2 separate regions of the Arachis hypogaea genome follow, and region 2 is linked to region 1. The links are chromatin contacts, called in public Hi-C maps. All regions are on one chromosome and are shown on one strand. The core of a region is the stretch at or near the end of the contact, and the rest is flanking DNA. Distances in the headings are between cores, read along the strand shown. Region 1 holds the start of LOC112697377 (RGS1-HXK1-interacting protein 1). Region 2 overlaps LOC112697381 (E3 ubiquitin-protein ligase BRE1-like 1).

Region 1 (6,196 bases), core at 988-3,487:
AGAGACCAAACCAAGTACTCCAATTTTCTTTATATATATAGGTATACATTACATGCTATATGATGAATAAAATATCAAATAAAACATTTAAAAATTGAAATGAAGAGATCAACTTCTATGCACTAATAGCGAAAGATAAATTTGCATTGACATCCCATTACAATTTAACACATTACTGATTTCCATGGCATACTTTAAATATCCATGAGAAGAGAAAAAGCGTGAGGTGGGACCAGTGGCTATAACATAGTTGCAGTCTGGCAATTCTATTATGGGAGTGAGAATTGAGGAGGATTCAGTTAGAGGAGAGAGAGGAGAGTTAGCATATGCGGAGGGTTTTGAGAGTGAGGTTAGGCATTTTGGATGGTGAGGAATAACCAAAATTGAGAAAGCAGGCTCTGGAATGTCTGCCATTTTTATTTTTCTTCATTACTTTTTCTTTTGGTAAATAATACAAACACATTGGGAAATTGGGTGATAGCATGCCCTTCTACTATTTTGCTCATTCTTGATTACTCTTGACACCAAGGTGTTACACTATTTCCTCCCCATGCCTCTTCTCGAGGCCACCTTTGCTACTCCACCATATCCTCAAAGCAAATAAGGGTTGAAGAAACTTCCAGTTTCTCAACCGCAACAGCCAACCAACACACTGGTTGTTGGTAATCAATTGGAGGATCATCTCGCCATTCCAGAAGAAAAAGATTGTGGTTTTAAAAATTAACAGTAATATCTTAATATAAGTACATCAGCAGCAATATAAGTTATAAAAACCATTTCAGGCTTGTGTCATAAAGCAGGTTATAATCAACCAATAAAGGATCATATACAAAGTTGTGAGAGAGGGACACTGCTGCCAGCCCAAACATAGAAACAAGCCAAAACGCAAAATAAGCAATTCCTTTTGTCAATTTCTATCTCATATTGTGAATTGTTGTTCATACCATTTAGTATTTTTGTAATTTAACTTCTAAAGTATGAAAATGAAATAGGCGATGAGGTGTTAATGCCAGTGCTTGTACAAAAAAACTAATCTCTAAAATAGACCACATTCATTAAAACAAGCACAGAATCTTACTTTTAAATGCCAAAACTCCCAAGACAGCAGTGGTCCCACATGTAATCATTGGATGTGAAGCAGCAACAAGAACACCCTCTGCAATGGAAGATTAACAAATAAAAGCGTAAAATTTAGAAACTTATCATAATGGAAACCAAAAAAAGCCTAATCTCAGTGCATAACTAAAATTCCAAACCTTTAATCTTTCCGAACATAAGATCCTCATAAGCATTGTACTGAGCCTTGACATCATCCAAAGCAAGCTACAATCCACATTCAACAGAAATTCAAAAAGATATCAGTTTCATCAGAATAAAACTAAGACAAATATCTGACCTAGTTCAAATGTTCAATTATTTACAAACTACAAAAATTCATCACATTGTCAGAAGAGCTAACTACACTAAACGAACGAGCAAACTAACACAACACCAACACTTGATCGGTTGAAGTGGCAGATACTCATTTCCCTTAATCAGTGCTCTAGGGTTATCACGGTATGCAAAAACCAGTGTCGGGAAAGTTATGCCTCCTATAAGATCTCAAATCCTGAATAGGATTGCTTTCAATTGGAGCATTCCTATGGTTTCACCCATAATAATAATAATAATAATAATAATAATAATAATAATAATAATTCCAACAGAAGGTGTCATGTGAAATCGAATTCGGTTGTGACAAAATAAATTTCCCACTGTTTCACAGTCATGCACTATCTTCCCCTGAATTTCAAAGAAAATAAAATAATCTGGTAAACCAACGAAAGAGGGGGATGGAGGAGATAATTTTTCACCAAGGTTTGTTGAAAATGAGCGGAAGAAGTTGAGCGGATTTGAGAGAAACGGGAGTTTGAAGCGTCGATGGCAGAATCGATGGCGTCGTTGAGAGCGGCATGGTAGAGCTGGGCTTGGCCAACAACGTAGTCGACGAACGGCGTCGTTTCATTGAAAGCGGGAAGGGAGCCACTTGTGCCAGGCGAAGGGGGTGGTGCGTCGGTTTTGGATGATTCCTGAGGTGTCGCCATTTGCAGTGAATCTTTGTTCCTTGCGTTTGTGTCCCTCTGACCACTGTCTCATTTCCCCCCTCTTCTATTTACGTTCTTCAAATATTGACCTGTGGATTCTAAGCTCAGCCATCCATTCACTTTTCATGTCTTCAATTTTCACCCTTTTTTTTTCTTATTTTTCATTTTGTGTTGAGAATATATAATTTACAAAAAATTTTATTCGAATACAGTTGTCATTTACATAAAATTAATAATTTAAATATTTAATTAAATTATTAATATTATCTAATAATTATTAATAATCAACTTCATATAAAACCACAATATATAAATTCTTACTTCTTTAATGTTTACAATCAAATCACATTTTATAATAGACCTTTTTATGTAAATAAAATAAAATAATCAAATTACTAGAATTTTCTAAATCAAAACTAGTTATACATGTCATATTTTAATATTATATAAATCATGTTATTTAAGTTTGTATATAACTATATATATCGTAAAAGTATATCACAATTTATGTGGTAAATTCTCAGCTCCTTTTTTCACGTGGCAAGACTTTGAGTCTATATTTTTTATATAAATAGTAATAGATTACTACGATTTATGACCATGCACCCTGATCACCTAAATAGGTTGAGGTTGATTCTACAATACATCTTCCAAAGCTTCCACGTCTTTTGTCTATTTCGAAGTCAGAAATTTATGCATTTAAGCTATCATGCACAACTAGTTATATCATAGAGTGAGGATATAAAGTATAAACTGAGTTTCATAAACACAATTTTTGACAATAACTAAACCACTCATAATCGATCACAAAATAAACCGTTACCAAGTTAACCATCGAAGTTTCAATGGCCCAACTCAAAGTCAATACACCACTAATAGCAAACAAAACATACATAGCCTTAAATCCTAACTAGAAAAGGCATTGTGTTCAGCCAGTCAAATTCTTTAGGTCCTCCAATGTAAAAGTGTTGAGCCAACCAAATGCCAACTTAGGATCATCTCGCATCAAATGCACAAAAGTTTGCCTGTTAACAATCTTTGTAAGAACTCTGCAGGCAATGAAGTACAAAGTACTTCCTTTCTCGAGACCAGGCACACTACCAAGTAACGTCAGACAGCTATCCAAATCCAAATTACATTCAAAACCAGTGGCAGTATTATTTGCTTTTGCCTTAACTGCTTTACCAGAATGCTTCTTAGCTTTCCTCAGTCTCTTCCTTTTCTTCGGAACACTATTTGAAGGACCAGGCTCTGCATTATGTGAATGATAAGTTTCTTTATTAGCAACACCATCACCATCCCCAACACCCTCATCAGAAGCCCTTAATTCAAGGTTATCCTCATTCTCTCCAAGAGGCTCCACATTAGCAATGCCAACAACATCACCATCCCCTTCATGGGAAGCCCTTAATTCCGGATTATCCTCATTCTCTTCACTAAGTTCTACATTATGCGTATCATGAGTTTTGTCAATAGCAACATCACTGCCGGAGACACCCTCATCAAAAGCCCTTAATTCAGGATTAATCTCATTCTCTTCCCTAATGGGAACATCAGCGCTACTGACACCCTCATCGGAAGCCCTTAGTTCGGGATTATTCTCATTCTCTTTCCTAGGCTCTACATTATGCATATGATGATGAGTTTCTTCAATAGCAACATCAACAACATCACTGAAACCCTCCTCAGAGGCCCTTAATTCAGGATTATTCTCATTATATTCCCTATGCTGCACATTCTGTGTATGATGAGTTTCTTCAATAGCAACATCATCACCACTGTCCCCATCATCCTCATTGGAAGCCCTTAATTCAAGATTATCCTCATTCTCTTCACCATAAAACCCCACCCCATTTGGTGATGGATCTGCATATATAGCTACATAACTTGTACCTTTAGCATCTTCAAAGCAAGCCTCCAACTTATCTAAGTGTGGAGGACCTTGATGCTCAAACTTTAGAAATGCAGGGTTCTCCTAAAATCCAAAGGAGATCAAGAATACGTAAATAGATAATAGAAAAGTAACAACTAAAATTACTAAATTAAAAGCAATAGCATAAAAAATGTACCTTTTTTCTGGATTCCCAAAATTTGGGAGGTGCTTTGACAGTTTTTTTAATAGGATCCCATCCTAAACCAGTTTGATTTTCAACAAGCTTTGTCCATAAAGTAAAATCATTTTTTAGATTGTCCAGTTCCTTTTTCAATTGCCTATGATCATAATTTTGACCAGTTTTTCCATTAAACTTGGCAACCACATTGTTCCATCCCTCTTTGTTAAAGTCATCATGAGGCCTATTCCCAGCAGCTATTTCCTGAACACATACTTCCAAGAAAACTCCTATTGTGAAATCATCCCATTTATCATTGTCTGGAATGGGCTGATTCTCTTGAGTAGCTCTTCTATGTGTCACTTCCGGAGGGATGCTATGTTCCTCTTCCTCCAAAGGCACGCTATATTTATACAATAAAACAATACCAAAATATTGCACAATTTTTATTATAACAATCATACCTTTAATTACATAATGCATCAAACAAAAGTAATATTCTATATTTTTAAGTTTTCATCATCTACCATTGAGATCAATCTCCAAAAAGAGACAAGATTTCACCTATGTTCTACAACAGCAAGAGCAAAACATATCGGATCGGATCAAACACAAACTGTTGAACACACAAAATAAAAGTCCAGAAATAAATTAACCTAGACACAGAGCTACATATATCAGGTTAAGATTTAAGCCACTGGGTCTAGTGTTGGATACCTGGGTCAGCTGGAAAAACTTTTTCCTCAAGGAAAACGGAAAACTAACAACTAAATAGCAGAGCAAAAGGAAACAACAGCAAAAGTGACAAACAGAACTAGGCTTTGGCCCTCCACAGCACCCCACCATGAGAAAGAAAAAACTCGACACATGATGAGAATAGTTGAACCACATAGGAAGGATTTTAAACTCCTTCAAATTAAAGTGTTAATCGAGAAATCACCAGCAAATAACCAATTGTCAGCAGATACAAAAATTTATAGCATAAAATAAAATCAGAAAATGATTTACAGCTTCTTTAAAATTAACTCTCACTCTAATGCCAACTATCAAAATCATGCACAAAGAATATATATTACGGGAGCAAACAAAACACAATGAATACAAGGAAAAGCAACAACATCCGCTATCTAATTAAAAAGAGAACATAATTACATTAAATTTCTTAATATCTCTCCATCCATATGTGACGGTAAATATGTAACGTCAGGTTGATTAATAAGTAATAACCTATATATCGGGTCGGGGGAGGGAGAAGGTTGTTTCATTTTAATAAAAAGGAAATATAGTGAAGGAAGTGGAAGCATGTTATGACCCCATTAATGTTACAGTTAATATTAGTGTAACTGGAAAGGAAATAGTAGAGTATCTTTTGTCCTTTGTTAGAGTCCTGGCAGTCAGGATGTCTCTTGAATATCCTTTCTATCTTGTAAATTGTAAGTCATCAATAAATAGATTCCAATTCTAACGAAAGACATAAGTACAAGGACAGTCTGGTGCACAAGAATCCCTCGCTAATGCAGGGTTTGGGAAAGGCCGCACCCACAGGGTGATATGTACCCAACTTGAACCCATGACTTTGAAGTCACACGGAGACAACTTAATCATTGCTCCAACGCTCCCCTTCAAAGGCATATAAGTATAGCAAAGAAGAAGTGTAGACAAACAATGAATAAAGCGGAACAGAGAAAAATAAAATAAAATAGATACAGAAAAAGAAAAACATTACCTAACAGAATGTTGAAGCTTATTGACTTTACCAAATTGTTTTTTATCATTTAGCTGTATCTGCCTTTTATTTGGATTATCATTTGAAGTAGTGTGGCCCACACTATATGAAGTATGAGGTTCTTCATAAGCAACACTATCACTGTCCCTAACACCCTCACCAAAAGCCCTTAATTCATGATTATCCTCATTTTCTTTCCCACATACCCTCACCTCAGCTGATGATGGATCTGCATGTGTTTTCAAAGCTACATCACCTATAGCCTTCATATCTTTAAAACATGCTTCCAACTTATCCAAGTGTGAAGGACATTGAAACCTAAATTTCAGAAATTC
Region 2 (6,196 bases), core at 1,684-4,183, 170 kb before region 1:
AGATGATGTCCTAGTCATTGTAAATCGTTCACTATCTTACCCATTTTGTCCTACTAGTTAGTATATATTCAACGTTTGCGAATAAAATAGCAAACCGACATCTGTATTCATATCAATGCACATAGCATAACTTAACTTCTCTCCCCCTCATGTTTTTCCTTTCAGTTTTAAAATATTAAAATGTTTAGATATCTTCTCTTTTATTATTCTATCTTAATATGAGTAAGTGCATATATGAAGAAATCATGGCTTGCATTGGGTGCCTGCTAATATTGTTATGGTGCAGCTTGTTTTAGAAGGTGTAAGGGCAAGACAAAAGCAAGATTCTTTGGTCATGGAAAAGCGGGTAATGCAACACGAGATCCAGCAAGCAAATGTAACCCGAAATTTATATGATTCAAAAGCTGCGAGAATTGAGGACCAGGTACATAGATCTTGATATAAACTGCATTTCAGATATGAATTTAGAGTTGATGTCTTATTAGTTCCTATGCAGTTGAAATTTTGTTCAGATCAAATTCAAAGACTAATAGAGGATAAGATGCAAAGTTCTGTCACTTTGGAAAACACTCATAGAAGGCTGTTGGATGTTAGAAGATCATCTCAACAGGTTAAGGATACAGTTACAGAGGTGCAATCTAAATCTGGTAGTAGTCGAGTTACTTGTATGGAGTTACATGTTGAACTTGAGAAAGAAAGGTATTTCATAATGTAAATATTTCGGTATTTGTATGCTTTAGACAGATTGATTGGAATGCTTTAATTAATTTCTCTTTCTATACACCATTTCATTCTTGTTCTAGATTTTCCAAGAAAAGAATAGAGGAGGAGCTGGAGGTTTCTAGGAGAAAGCTTTCGCGCCTTAAAGCACAGAATGAAGGATGCTCGGTGATTGAAAGACTCCAAGAGGAACTGGCAGAGTACCGGGAAATTGTTAAATGCAGTATCTGCCAAGACCGAACAAAAGAGGTACATGATTTTCTTCCTCTTTCTGAATGGATTGTGAGCTATTATGTTGGGTAAAATTTGTAAACATGCTGGATAGAATAGTCTCCTATTATAGCTGGTAAATACTTGAAGTCATCTTTGACGCTCCTTGGCTTTATATTCGAGGATGGGAGCTTTATTTTGTACGAGAGTATTTAAATAATTTTTGTCTATCTATGTTGAAAGGAACAAAGGTTTTAGGATTTTTGGGATGTCAATGGGTTATTTAATGTGTACAACATGGACATGAAAACGATAGCAGCTGCTAAAATTTATTAGCAGCCCACTAATAGTAGGTACATGTGACCTTAAGGACAAGGTGGGATATTATGTGGGGTAAATTGTTAGTAGTTAGCTACAAAAGGAAGAGGGGAGAATTATATGAACTCTTGGAGTTAAAAAACACTAGAATTTCCTCTAGTAATTATTGAATACACATTAGTTTTTTGTATTTTGGTTTGTGTTTTACTAAACTTGTCTTTCTTTTTCCTTTTTTTTTTGTCAGGTGGTAATTACAAAATGCTACCACTTGTTTTGCGGTACATGTATCCAGAAAGTATCTGGGAGTCGACACCGCAAATGTCCACAGTGTAGCACAAGCTTTGGGGCTAATGATGTTAAGCCTGTTTACTTGTGACTGGAAACTTGGAGTTCTCTCCTGTGGGTTGGCGGCCAGACCATAGTTTTCTTTTGAATTTTCTGGTAAAAAAGAAATGGGGTATGAATACTCAACAGTTGATAAGGAACTTTGGCAGGGAATACTGAGTTCCTGTCCGGTTTTGATTTAGATCAAAACGGATTCTTTTTGCTGGTACTTTTTCTTGGTACCATCTGTACTTTGTTGAATCTGGAATATTTAGATTTAGAGTTTAGTATAAAGAACTTGGAGCCATAGGAAAAGTGATAATTGTTCCATGCAGATTTATCATAATACATCTTCCGATGCGATTTGGAGAGGTCATCAAGGTTGGCCTTCGCTGTGCGATTAATAATTCGAACTGTTGTATTCCTGAAACATGGCAAATTGCCTTGGAAGTTGACTCTAGAGAGAAGATATTCTGACATCTGTAGTTTGATTGCTAGAAACACAAATTTTGTCTTGGGATGCTTTTGTATATACGTTTGATTTGATTGTATAATTTGTCGTTCAATTCCCTTTTTGATAGCCTGTAATCCTTGTAATGGGTAATGCTATGCCAAACGATTTTTGCTCGGTCTGTATAGTTATCATAACTTGATTCTATAAATTGTATAGAGTCTTGTTTCTTATGTGTTGTATTGTTGAAGCTTCGGTTCTGCCAATTGGAGCAATGGTCTCTGTGGGGGCGTCACTTGATATGTATATCCAAAAACAGAATGTTTGGATGTGAACTTGGTGCTCACGGGTACATCGAGTCCGTTCTGGTTAATTGTTTCTTCGTATTTTTTTTCATGGTGAAAAACCATGTATTTAGTTATTATGGTTTCGGCCTTCATTACTGATTTAACAGGAATTCAATGTGTTGCAGATAAAAAAATCACCCTAAAATTTTTCTTCTTGGCTTAGCTCGAGACTAAGAAGAACACCGATGACCTGAGGACTCCTGGCCCAAAAGGCATCGGGTTCTCTTGCATAGAGAGCATTAAGGTCGAATATCGAGTAGTATTTGGAACTTGAAAATGGTTAGGGAGTGGCGACAGTGGTGGTAAGATAATTCGTGATGAAGGAATAAAGCTGGGTTAGGTTGAACTTTGTGTCCTTGTGCTGTCATTATCGAAGATAGTTTAGACTCGCTCTTTGCCTTACTTGGAGTCTCTTGAAATTCTAGAAACATACGAGTTTTGCTAGGATTTTAAGGAATGAACTCTTTGGTCCTACAAATGGGCCCAACGGTAAAACTTGGTGGAACTGAACATGATAATGATGAAGTACCATCCATATCCACAAACTTAATAATATAAAGCTCTATTACTTGTTGGATATCACGCTCTTTTATATCGGACACTAGCTGTCATCCAATGGAAGAAATTGATATTCTACTTGTGTGTTTAATTCCAATTATTTCGATATACATTAGAATAAAACTTTTAAGCTTTATCAAAGATTACAACCACCAAGTAAGCATAATAATGGAATAATTGCATACAAGACATGCACTATCATCTTTACATATAATAGTTTTATTTGGATAAACACGACTATATGTTCACTAGAATTTGAGCTTGAGAATACATTAGAATTAACGAATGAATTATTTAGAAATTAGGATTTAGTATTTGTAGGACAGTCATTTTTTTTCCTTGATCTCTTGCTATTTCACAGTTACTACGCGCAAAATTGGGACACCTTATATTGTTCTATTTCACTTTTTCTGACTGCGAAATTTCGTTAACGCCTTTCTTTCCAAGACATGCAGCGAATGCGAAAATTGTGTTAATGTGTTTGATTAATGTCATGACCAATTTTTCATAGTGACCGTGAAATTGGTTTCTATCTTAATTTCACAATCCGAACTTGTGAAGTTAGATTGCCAATAAAATTATGAAATAATAAGCAAAAATTATTTTCTTTTTTTAAATGAATTAGTAAATAAAGAATTTTTAAAATAAAAAGTAAAAAATTAATATGATATAAAAGGGTGATGAAATTTCTGTTTGAATGAATGCATAATGAAGATTTTTATTTTTTTTGCACAATATCAGCTTTCACTTCTTTTTATTTAATGATGTAGTTTCCAACCATGCTATGTATGAGGGAAAAAAAACTATCAAAACAATTATTGGCAATTTGGCATAAAATATATGTTCGTATTAGGGGATTTATATTTAAAATGTATAGAACACAACAGGTGTGTGTATATATAAAAATAGAATAAACTATTATCTGTACTTATAAATTTTATGAATATTGATAAAAATATCCATCAAATAAAGAAACTAATATTGTACTAAAAAAATGGGTTTCATATTAGAAAAATACTCAAACCTTAATTTTTTGTTGACTTTTTAATAAAATTTTTAAATTACTCCTACCATCTTCTTCCCTAAATTTCAAACTTTCACAACCCTCTTCCCACCAACACTTTTTCTGATTATTACCACCGTCTCCCCTTTCCCTCTCCACTGCCACCACTCACCATCAACACCACCAGCACCACCATCATCTCCCCTTAACACCATCATTCCTATTTTGTGGAGGTTTTCTCTCAGTAGTTGTGAGCTGATCTATAAGTAACAAATTAGAATTATAAGAGCACTGGGATCAAACAAAAATCCAAAATCAGATCTCAAATCATTAAAAATCTCAAGATTCTCACTGGTAAAGAATCAGAACAAGGGCGCAATCATGAAAGAGAATAAATTGTTGTACAAAACAAAACTCCAAGAGTTCAATCCTAGATTCATGATCATGTGCTTGACGTAAACCATCTCAGTAGTGATTATGACAAGATAAGTAAAAACCTAAGAATAAATAGTAAAGGTAAAAGCGGAATCAATGGCAACATACCTCGGCGCCAGCGAGGATAACAACGCGGGAGAAAAATGTGAACTTGGAGGGGCAAGGCAAGTGGTAGAAGACGGTATCTACAAGGGCGACGAAGAGAGGTGTGAGAGATTGGAAGACGATGAAGGTGTTGACATCGACGCGGTGGAGGAGGTTGGTGTTGGTGAAGATGACGAGAGGAAGAAGACGAGTGTAGCGGAAAAGAAGCGCTTGGCGGTGTCGACAGTGAAGGGGTCGTGGTGGAGGAACCCTAATTTGTCGAGAAGGTAGATGCCGAGAGCGGAAGTGAGGTACTGGAGTGCGGTTAAGAGGTTGGGATAGTTGAATTGGGTGATAGCATGTTGATGATGGTGGAGAGATTGGAGCAGAGTGCGTAACCGACCACAAGAAAATGAGATTTTGTGGAGAGGGGAGGGGAGGTAGTAGTAAGGAAGGTGGTGGTGGTGGTGAGGGTTGTTGTGAAAGTTTGAAATTTGGGGGAGAAGATAATAGGTAGGGGTAATTTAGAAATTTTATTAAAAATTCAACAAAAATTAGGATTTTGGTATTTTTGTCACACGAAACCCATAATATGGGTACAACGTTAGTTTTTTTTTATTTGATGGGTACTTTTGTCAGCGTTCACAAAGTTCATAGGTACAAATGGTAGTTTATTTGTAAAAATACATATGATTTCGTGTTAGATTTTTGTACACTCGCATTTTTTATGTCACTACAAGAAAAATGTTGAGTACCTTTAGAATTACCGTCGGATTTAGCATCGACTTGTATCGGCAGATTTACTGTCGAAATTTTCAACGAAAAGGAGGAGAAATTCGTCGCCATAAAAGGTTACCGTTGGAAGAGATTTTTCGTTGCTAAACCCGATGGTAATTATTGGTGTGAAAATATAACTCAACAGCGCCAATGTTACAGTCGGATATTCCGCCGGTATAACGATTTAAAGAAATGCGTTGTTTTGGTGATTTACCGTCGAAAAAATCCGATGGTAAAATTGGGTTAAAATTCAAACACAAAACCCTTCCCCTTCACTTGTCTTAATGCTTTCACTCTCTTCTCCCTCTCTCTCTTCTCGTCTTCTCTCTCCATCACCATCGAATCGTCACTGTCGCCACCGCCGGGAGCTCGTCGTCGTCATTGCTGCCCCTTGAAATACCCATTGAAGCAACCGTTGCACATCTCATCGATTCTGCTGTTGTTGCTCTCCCCGCTGCATCCTCCACCATGGCTATCGTTCACGCCGTCATGACTGCCATCTCTGTCACTACCACATTAAAGAGACCCTGCAGCCACTATCATCAGATTTATTGTTGGTATGGTTATTTTCTTTTTACATATTAATTTGTGACTTTAGCATTTTGTTAGGGTTTAGGTTAACTCAGTGGTTAAATTTGTTTAACGAAGTGTGTGATTAGGATTTGTTGTTTTAATTTAATGGATGTAAAAATCAAATAATGTTAGAGTAGGTTAAGTAAGGTGAGATTAAGAGTGCTTGAGTTGTTGGAAGATTTTAGTAAAGTTTAGTGAATTAGTTTCTTTCAATTGCATTAAACTTATGTCGCTTATTTTTGTCATACCTCTTGTTAGTTTGGTGAAATTAATTAGAATTAGGTTTTAATTAATTGGAATAATGAGTTTTACTTATTTTTTTAAATTAGTTTCTGATTTAGTTTCAGCTTGTGAATTTAATATGTTTTTCTTTTTATTAGGACGGTGCTATTTTCT

Evidence for each region. A called contact is a pair of places that touch in the nucleus more often than the background predicts.
Region 2: a contact with region 1 is called in a Hi-C map of leaf, with 2.5 times the contacts expected there. The contact joins the enhancer-like site here to the promoter of LOC112697377 in region 1. A contact is called at or near these places in 4 of 8 Hi-C or Micro-C datasets (leaf and an unstated tissue).

What each region holds. Positions count from the first base shown.
Region 1 is chr6:106,244,280-106,250,475 of arahy.Tifrunner.gnm2.J5K5, reverse strand. It overlaps LOC112697377 (RGS1-HXK1-interacting protein 1), which reads right to left and starts at 2,237. Exons shown (of 9, transcript XM_025750518.3): 1 at 1,854-2,237; 2 at 1,257-1,323; 3 at 1,079-1,156. The coding sequence starts at 2,084. LOC112697376 reads right to left here. Exons shown (of 16, transcript XM_025750517.3): 14 at 5,862-6,196; 15 at 4,154-4,538; 16 at 2,827-4,059. The coding sequence ends at 3,013.
Region 2 is chr6:106,419,593-106,425,788 of arahy.Tifrunner.gnm2.J5K5, reverse strand. It overlaps LOC112697381 (E3 ubiquitin-protein ligase BRE1-like 1), which reads left to right. Exons shown (of 19, transcript XR_011862628.1): 16 at 287-424; 17 at 486-699; 18 at 804-969; 19 at 1,493-2,256. It also overlaps the pseudogene LOC112805877. Among protein-coding and RNA genes, the nearest start is that of LOC112697381, 20 kb to the left of the region's middle. Within about 2 kb of position 2,933, at least 2 of the 3 cell types and tissues checked have open chromatin away from gene starts, as enhancers often do.